Linked DNA regions of Nothobranchius furzeri: region 2 is linked to region 1. Evidence: chromatin contacts called from public Micro-C data. All regions are on one chromosome and are shown on one strand. The core of a region is the stretch at or near the end of the contact, and the rest is flanking DNA. Distances in the headings are between cores, read along the strand shown. Region 1 overlaps LOC107376010 (SH3 and PX domain-containing protein 2A). Region 2 holds the start of slka (STE20-like kinase a).

Region 1 (5,015 bases), core at 1,181-3,680:
TTTTTGCAGTGTCATTGTGAGCTCTGTAAAAACCTACCCATCAACAGGATACGCTGCATATGAACTTCTACTTAACGGATGGATGACAAGTCTGACGTTTTGCTGTTTGTAACCCTTACTGTCTTTTGGATCCTTCACAGATGCGAATCCTCGACAAATTCCCAATTGAGGGAGGACAAAAGGACCCCAAAAAGAGAATCATCCCCTTTTTGCCAGGTGATAAGTGGAACCACATGAAGCCTTCCAGTATTGGTGTTCCCATCTGTTTGAGGTTTAACCAGAGTTTTTCCAAATTCCTGCTCGGCTTTGCATTTAGAAGCTGTTGTTTGTTGGTCCTCCCACACGCTCCATAGCGTGGCCTACTGCATTCCACCGTTTTATCAACTTCCAAACTCCTCCCAGGCCAAATCAGTTTGGGGTTAGCCATGTCAATAGGAACTCAGCAGAGCAGAAATGGTCTTATCTGATAAAAAGGAGTGAAGAGATCCTTTGTCAGACGAGCTTTGTGACTCGAGCCTGGTCTGGTGCTGTTTTTGTCTTGTAAACCTAGCATGAGGAGAGCTGTACACCTTTGGCCAAAGCATTTGAGAATGAAAACATTAACTGTCCCAAAGTTGGCTCCTTTAAGGGGCACAAGCACAATGAAACATCTAAAAAGTGTGGTTGCACAGTGAGATGAAGACTATTAGAGGATGGTCTGGTGTCAGGAAAGGCAGCAGAGAAGCCCTTCCTCTCCAAGAAAAACATTTTTGACCAATTGATTTTCTGTAAAAGATCCAACTTTCCAGCTGATTTGGAGCATCTGGAGAAAGGATTGTTTGCAGAAGAAAAGGTGAGGTCTCCCATTAGACCTATGTCCTGCCAACAGTAAAGCATCCTGAGATCATTCAAGGGCGTAGCTTCAGCCTGAAGCAGAACACAGTCCCCCCAACCAATAAAGAACAATCTGGGGACGAGCAAGACCTTTTTCAGCTTGACGGAGCACTAAAAGGCAAAAGAAAACACACCTACACAAGTGGCTTTGCAAACGAAGCAATGACATCTCGTGTCCAGTTCTAGGAAACTCTCCAGACATTGAATCCCCTTTAGAGCCTCTGAGCATTTACTTTGGCCCAGAAGTTGTTTGACAACAAGTTTAGATGTTTAGGCCTACATTACCCCTGATATACAAGTTTAATGCAACTCAATAAAATCCTTTGAAACTTAGGGGAAACTTGTTTCTTTTTCAGAAAATCTCTGAAATAGCAACATTTTTATTTAAAAAAAACCCCGAAACACGTCTGTCGTTCTCAGTGTGTTTAAGACAGAAAACAGTAGAGCTGTTGGAGAAAAATGTAGATACAGGCTTATAACTGAACTTATCAGTAACAATTCACCCGAAAATGTGTCTACATGTATGTTTTATCCCTTTTCAGGTAAAGTCTTGTTTCGCCGCAGTCACATCAGAGATGTAGCGGTCAGAAGACTGAAGCACCTGGACAATTACTGCAAAGTAAGGATGGATAATATTTGACAAATTAGTATTTTTTTTATTATTTTTGTGCAGCCCTTTGTGCTGAGACCTCAGAATGTCCTGGATGGAAGGGCCCTTTTTTGCTTGCCAGAGGTTTCCCTTTATAAGTTCAAGGCAGGCCTTGGCGTTTATCTCCCCCCACCAGCCTGAAACAGGAAAGCCAGTCCTCTTTCTGCAGCAGTCACGTCCTGTCAGTGATGTAAATATGCAGCCGCAAAAGGAAACGAGGGATCTGGGGCATGAGAGAATGAGAATGAATCAGCAGTGTGGTGTGGTTATGAAAAAAAAGTGGTTGAAAGGAATGCAGGCAGGTTAGTCACAACCTTTTTGCCATTCACCAGAAGCTAATGTTACCTGGAACCCTTTACCTTTTTAAGTAGGTGTGTTTACTTTTTGAGTGTGTTGTCCCAAGATCACAAGCCTCTCGTCTCTTCACAACTGCACATCTCCTGCTGGTCCTCTGATCAGCAGGAAGGCGCAGCTACATTGAAACAAATGGTTGATATCTGAATGCAACCAGTAGCATTATCTCTCCCTTCTTCCTCACAGGCTCTGATGAAACTCCCCTCCCAAATCTGTCAAAGCGAGGAGGTCCTTAACTTCTTTGAAACAAAATCCGAAGACCTTAACCCTCCCACTGAGTGAGTAACCGAACTAAATTGTCCAAGAGAAAACTCTTCTTAAGCAGAGCTATAAGATATTAAACTCTGCTGTTGTGTGTTTGTGTGCTTCAGCAGCCGGATCATTTCATGTCAATCTTTGATAGCGTTGCTTTGAAGACTGATAGTCTTGTGAGTTACTGTGTTTTTGAAAATAATGGTCTTGTGACATGAGAAGCCAGAGCTAATGAGGAAGGATCAGTGGTGTCATGGAAGTTCAGCGGGTTCAAGTCTCATGGTGGAAAAGGCTGTCAGCTGAGTCATTCATCTTAATCGGTTCAAAGTGAGAGTAGGAGTCATTACGCAACTGGCAGACCCACAGCAGGTTTCAGCAGACATTCTGTGCTTGGTTTGACCTGTGCATGAAGAATTTTTTTTTGCTCAGTAAAATGCAAATTCTTGAAGATATCCATCTGGCTTTTACTTAAGAAAAAAAGACACAACTTTTAACCTCCAATACTCATTCAAGTTAATCCCACTTCCAATTGAGTCTCCTGCAGTGAGACAATCCGGTGCAGCCTAAACGGATAGGCTGAGGTCTAAAGGCCGCACTACCCGTACACTCCCATTCACTTCCACTGGATCTGCACTGTTTCAAAATCACTCCCCTGGAAATCTCATCTTTATGTGCCAAAAGGCCTAGAGGTGAGCTCAGTTTCTAAATAAACAAAACAAACAAACAAAAAAATTGCCGGCATGCCTGCTGATGCACATGACTGATAAGAAATGACAGAAGAGCTTTTCTGACTAGAATGAAACAGTCTTGTTTTATCAGCCCTCATCCAACACTGCCATCTAATGTTCATAACAGGTTTGCAAAGAACTCAGATCACTTGTTTTAACACAATTTCACCACAAGAGGGAGCCTTTCTGCAAGCTTGTAAAAAGGCTGAGGGTTTGTTTCATCTGGAATTTCTACCTTCTTAAGGTGGTGTCTATTATCCATCCATCCGTTTCCTGAACCCGCTTGTCCACGTAGGGTCTGGTGCCTATCTCCAGCGGTCAATGGGGCAATCAGCAATCAGGCGGGGTACACCCTGGACAGAGTGCCAGTCCACCGCAGGGCAACACAGAGACATACAGGACAAACATTTATGCACACACACACACACACACACACACACACACACACACACACACACACACACACACACACACACACACACACACACACACACACACACACACACACACACACACACACACACACACACACACACACACACACACACACACACACACACACACGAGAACAATTTGGACAGAGCAATTAACCTAACAGTAATGTTTTTGGACTGTGGGAGGAAGCCGGAGTACCCGGAGAGAACCCACGCATGCACAGGGAGAACATGCAAACTCCATGCAGAAAGATCTTAGCCCAGGAAGGCAAGAGCTCTAACCACTGCGCCACTGCATAGCCTCGGTGTCTATTATTATTATTATTATTATTATTATTATCCACCCTTCACAATAAATCAAACTTTTAATGCCAAACAAAACTGAAATAAAACAAATTTAGCCAGCAAACAAAATGGGAATAAACATCATAATTAAAGCAACAGTTCCTTGACTTCATCTTTTTATTGATTCAATTATTATTCTATTATCCACTTACTATCTAACCTGAAGCGAAACTTGAATTTTTTCAATGTATCTTGTTTTAAAAATTTAAAAAAATCGACTCTTTTCGTGCAAAATCTGACACCTTACAAGCATTTTATTAACCAGTTTATTTAACCTGATTTTTACAATTGCTTGTCTAACCTCAACTTTATCCAAGGCAAAGTATTTTTCCTCAAGTCTTAACATAAAAACTACATTTCATATTAAATAATATCAAATGCATTGAAACAAACTAATGCACATTAACGACTAATCTATTTTAAACTATGAGTTGCCGTGTAGTTTTTCTGCAGAGCTTTTTCTTTTGCAACCTTTAGTGTAATGCGAGCTCAGTGTTTTAGCACAAGCTAAGTGATTAGTGGTTGGTATTTGGTCAAACAAGCGTTCTTTGACACTGACATCAGTGTCCAATCATGGCCAAGTCTTGCTGCAAATTTGAGAAAGCGTACTCAAGGTTACTGGGTTTGTTTGTGCACACATTACCTTTCACACAAACCTACCGCACATCTTCCATGCACGCGTGGAACCTTTGCTTTATTACAGTGATGATGCTAAGCCTTTGACCTCAGAGCCAGAGGTTAATCCAAGTGTCTCTGTAATGTGGACACAAAGCAGGACGGAGATGGCTGTCCTCCTGGCTGGCTGCAAAAGTGTGAGGAGAACTAGTACTGCACACATTTCTTCACTACCAGGCCCACCTACAGAGAGTTCCAGAGCAAACTCCCATGATTATAAAGGATCCTTTGATTTGAATTTTAAGTGACATACTATTTTCCACCTCTGACTTGGACCTACTTGGTGAAACTAAGACAACTTTTCTTAACTAGATGTTAAACCCCCCCCCACCCCCAAAATGGCCCTAAACATCGGATTTTACTGGTGACAGGAGGGGAGTGTACAGAGCCAGAGCTGTGTGCTCAGTCTCCTCCTGGGAGGAATATAACTCCACCTCTGGGTTTGTGCTGAGGGTCACGAGCAAGCACGGCAGGTCAAGCATTTACTTTATCCTCATTATTTCTCCCCGAGCCTCAGTTTTCATCTCCACCCAGTCAGGCTGGAGCAAAAAACACACAATTCACATTGTATTCTTAACAGCTAAACAGTCAATATCTAATAATGTGAAGAGAAAAGCGTGAGCATCAAGTCTTTCCTTAAATTATAGTATTAAGGCATACTATGCAACTTTTTCAAATATTAAAATCATTTTCTTGAGCTAGTAT
Region 2 (5,015 bases), core at 1,752-4,251, 140 kb before region 1:
GATGGGGAAGGCTGTTGTTGGTTTAGTGTCCAGGAAACAGCAGAGAACATCTCGATTCTCTGACTATATAATCGTACCACTAAAATTTATAATCATTGCAACTCTACTTGCAAGTGGAATATTCCAGACACAGGGGGCAATGGGGGTGAGTGGCCTTTCATTTACCTTGTAAATAGTTATTTTAGAAACATACTGGCTCAAGAAAATGATTCATAAATGTATAGAAGTTGTATCGTGTCTTTTTAAACTCCCCTCTTGCCATTTCTCTCATCTGCACATACCACTCACTGAATGAATCATGAGATTTTGTCTCAGAGCAGCTGAACAGGAATGAGGCTAGAGAGCCAGGCTGCCTAGTGTAATAAAAACTGTTCAGTTCTTTTTGGAAATTTCAATTAAGGAGTTGTTTTATATGATGTTTAGAATCTGGACCTGCTTTTGTTGGTAAATGTTTAGGTGACAGAGCTGTTAACTGTGAACGCAGCCTGACCTCATTTGGCTGGCAGAGCCATCGGTCAGTTTGTTACCTCGACAACAAATGTGTGTGTTTAGGAAAAGTGAGTAGGAGGAGGTTCAGGTTGGGTTCTGGAAGTTTTGACCAGTTGTCTGGGGTTTCCCAGATTGTTGGTAGCATTGAGCAGCTGTAATTTTGAAGTCAATACAAAACCAAGAAAGCTAAAAACAGCCTAATTTTTCATTGCAACGCCATATTAGCATTTAGCTAGCATACTAAACTGTTACAGTGGTTTCTGTCCCTCACTATAAGGCAGTTCACTTTTCACTGCCTTGCTGATTTTTTTGTGCAATTTTGCATGTTTTTTTTTGTGACTAATCTACATGTGAGAATATGTGGGAAAAATGACACAGCTCTCACTAAATCACCAGTAAATGATTTACTAAATACTGCCCAGGAACACTGAGATTACTCACTGTGTATACAAACTTTTATGCAGCCAGAGTGAGGTGGTAAAATTAACACACCTCTTTAGTTTTAAAACACAATACATTATGTACTGCAGCATGTCAGACCTATGTGGAAGTTAAAAACAACCTTTTCCACCATACCTAAATGCAGCCACCTAATGTGAATTTTTGCGTTAATAAATACAATAATAAAAACATGACCCAATAGAAAGTATCTTCCTTTTACCACTTTAATGCAGTCAATGTAACATCACCAAATTTATTTTGTCTATTTTAAAGCTTAAGCTGGCAGAAAACTAAATTGTGAGTCGTCTGATTTCCATTACAGCTAGTCAAACTGCTTAAGAGACTAGAAAACAAATGAAGGCAAATTAAGATTTATTTGATTACAATAGTTTACACAACTATAAGACGTTATTTAACATGGACACAACACGAAACCACCAAAAAGTGAACCAATTTCTTCAAATTCATAAAGAAAATGTTTCAGGAAAAGAGGAAAGCAATAACAGGTGTACATATGATGACATTAGGTCTATTTGTTATCAAATAACAGGCTTTTGTTATGATGAAACACATTCTCAGGTTAGCAGAAGTCATCAGTTAGCTATATTTACAAAACACCTAACAGTATGGGGATCCATAAGCTACTGAACAGAAAGTCCAGAGGCATAGAGAGAGTGACTACTTTAAACAAATGCTGTGTAGTTTTAGAGAACGGCTCTGTGTCCTGTGATCTCTGGGAGGCGGATTTAACAATATACTTTGACATTTTGAGGTCACGTTTCATTTGTTGCAACGAACCACGCCTTCGGCATATTTTTTTCTTTACCAAAGGCAAGTGAAACACATCAGAAAGTCACGTTTAAACGTGAAAATAACTGTTGTAAACAAGAATGTTAATTAAAATGTAGAATGCTGTAAATTTGTTATCTTTTTTCACATTTCCACACATGGAAAGTTTACACGTGACTGTTTTAGTGGAATGAATAAAAGAAATTTAGTCATGGGCCTTGACTTTAGGCTGAGGCCTGACCAAATGTTGAGACATCTTTGTTGTCATCTTAACATCAAATGACTTCCAAAAGCAACGCAATCGAGTTTGTTCATAAATGGGCGAGAAAGCTAGAAGGCGGATGTAACGTAACACATCAACTTACCTTGTACACTTTGCCAAAAGCGCCATCTCCTAGCTCCCCAATTATTTCCCAAATGTCTTCTGGATCGACGTCTCTGTGAACATGTTCATACTGCTTCTTCTTTTTTTCGGGTAACTTAAACATCTTCCAAAAATTGAAGAAAGACATGTTTTCCTTCTGACGTGAAGGACTGTGGACGCAGTCAACGAAATATAGCGGACCCTCCAGACGCGGAACTCGAGCGACTATCAGAATAAAAGCATGCGAGCGCTAAACGAATGCTGACAGGTCGATATCAGCTTTGATAATGTCAATTATAACTTCCCTCGACAGCAGTTATTTACAACCACATCATGGCTAAGCCCGTCACAGACTCAAGCGGTGCTGGAGTCGTGGGGTAGGGGGAGGGAAGCTAGCGTTTCCGTTTCATTCAAACAAGAATCAACTGAACCCGAAAAGAGCTAAAGCATTACAGCTATCATGGCGACATTTATGTCATTTAACGGTACCCGGGTTAAACGGACAGAACACCGACCTCATGCTTCGGTTGGCTAACCGCACAGAAGTTAACGGACTAGCATCAAGTTAGATTCCAAGGAAGTAAGCTTTTCCGCTGGACTTTCAAAATAAGATCAAAACTCACGGATACTTTCAAGCGTAAAATGAAATCGAACTGAAACGTTTTTTGATTTTAAAGCGAACTTAAACTGTATTGGAAATTAGTTTGTAAAAGCACAAATAAGTTTTCCAAGATGTTCTGCATTTTGAGGTTTAAATGTTGGAAACAAAATTCATTTGCTCAAGTATCCACAACGTTCCACCAACGTCATTATAGTCTTTAAATTAAAATGTACTCACTGAGACAGATTTTCTGCATTTTTAACGAAATTTGAAACAGAACAATTTGCTTGCAAAGACAAGTATGTCTGTTTCCGTTCTAATCCGCCCTCATACTGGTTAACTTGATGCACAATGGATCTATTTCCTGGATCTTCTCTGTGTTCTAGGGGTATGATAAGCCGTTGTAGCATATAATGAAACCACACAATCGTTACCGTTACTGTATCAGTCATTCTGTCTGTTAGGAATGTCATTCATACTATTAAAATTTGGAATAAAAGCTAATCATCTTTTATTGTACAGAAAAGAAAAAAGATGCTCCTTAATGGGAAATATGTAATAAAATCTCTGCATGTGAGACTAGGGAAATTTAAAGCTACAGTGTGTAATATTTTTACCAGTTTACTATCAAAATCTGTGTAACCCGTTCACATATTTGTGCTTTTTCATTAGCATTTCTCACCAACGTCAATTCTAAATATTCCTCTCAGCTTGAAAATTTACATTTTAAACATATAAATTGTGGTCGACGCTTCATTGTCATGTGCCATCTTGAAATACAATAGCTATATAGGGATATAAGCTTGTTATGCTTTTGTGCTGAAAGAAACAGTGGAGGGCAGCAGTAATCCATGGAAACATGGGGTCTGCCATTTCAACTAAGAAGAAGACAATTGTTACACTGTTGCTGTACTCATGTGACAGTGTGAGTGTCCTGTCACAGTGTCCCGATAGATCATGCGCCCTGGCTACTTGGCCAAGGGGATGTCCCTTTGGCTGACTGGTTAGAGCGTATGACTCTCACCCGGGAGTCTGGGAATCGAATCCTGCCCGGGCCCTCGTTTATCCACCTTGCCACATTTGGCGTTGTTGGCAGGATCCATGTAGTACTGTCAAGTAGGTCCATGGATGTGAAGTTTGTGGCACCCTGCGCGGGAGCACGAGGACGTGCTTGTGGAAAGAGGGGGGAAGATGTGACAGTGTGAGTGTCCTGTCACAGTGTACCGATAGATCATGCGCCCTGGCTACTTGGCCAAGGGGATGTCCCTTTGGCTGACTGGTTAGAGCGTATGACTCTCACCCGGGAGTCTGGGGATCGAATCCTGCCCGGGCCCTCGTTTATCCACCTTGCCACACTCAGTTAGTTTGAACAACAAACAACAAAATCGAAAGACACATCAAATTTGTCAGGTTGTCATCATGTCCAATACTCGGCAGCCGTATGAGATTCCTGCCTGCTATTAACTCGACACCAGCCTCCAAGTGGTGTCCCTAACTATAAGTCCCCTCAATGTGCTAATTTTTCTTTACTTTGTATTAGAACTCCCAATCTCAATGTATCAGTTCTTCTTCAAGATGCCTCATAAAGTTCCTTCTACTCAAGTCTCTTCCCCTTCCGCAGTCTGCCATCTCTCTCCCAACATGCTCCAGCTCTCCTTTGCTAGCCGATGGCTAACAGGCAGCCATCACCACTGCGCCTCACACCAGCATTCATCCGTTAAGTAGTGGCTAACAGGCAGCCAGTGATGTCTGCTCTGTCTCTACTGTGGCTCACGCCAGCGTTCATCCGTTAGCTGGTGGCTAAGCGGCGGCCAGGGTTGATTACTTCACAGCTGCTCCCAGATCCATGTGACACCAGAACCCTTGGCTGACGCCACCCCTCCTTTGTGTGTGAATTGGTGATAGATTCAAGGCCCGACAGAAATTACATGCTTCCTGCAGGACTGGTAGGTTGATATATATCGTCATAATTCAAAAAAATGTAAACTGCTCAATCGTAGTTATATGCTTTGTTTGGGTTAAGCTAGAGAGATTCGAAATTGATTATACTATCAAACTTGTGCTATAAAGAATGGACTAGAATGGCTACAGTGAAAGCTAGATGTTGTGGACATGTTGCCTTTTTGATGTGTGTGGGCTACCATAGCTGCAATGCTTACTCCAAACAGCATATGGTGCTAAAGACTTGAATGTTTTTTGCCATGATGTCAATGGATTTCACACATGGTCTTTAAAATATCTAAGCTTCATATGAAAACGCATTTACATCAACCCTTTCACATAAAATTGCCAACCCTAAACTTTTTCTAGTCAAAAATAGACTGTAATTAT

The links. Hi-C and Micro-C count contacts between places; a contact is called where the count stands out from the background.
Region 2: a Micro-C map of tail fin shows a contact between it and region 1, with 6 times the contacts expected there. The contact joins the promoter of slka here to the enhancer-like site in region 1. A contact is called at or near these places in 2 of 2 Hi-C or Micro-C datasets (skeletal muscle and tail fin).

What each region holds. Positions count from the first base shown.
Region 1 is chr12:33,559,371-33,564,385 of NfurGRZ-RIMD1, reverse strand. It overlaps LOC107376010 (SH3 and PX domain-containing protein 2A), which reads left to right. Exons shown (of 15, transcript XM_070542551.1): 3 at 141-216; 4 at 1,416-1,492; 5 at 2,063-2,154; 6 at 4,685-4,783. Among protein-coding and RNA genes, the nearest start is that of LOC107376009, 57 kb to the left of the region's middle. Within about 2 kb of position 2,430, at least 2 of the 3 cell types and tissues checked have an H3K27ac peak or open chromatin away from gene starts, as enhancers often do. A contact at or near this core is called in tail fin, where this site is marked.
Region 2 is chr12:33,698,191-33,703,205 of NfurGRZ-RIMD1, reverse strand. It overlaps slka (STE20-like kinase a), which reads right to left and starts at 3,001. Exons shown (of 19, transcript XM_070542016.1): 1 at 2,922-3,001.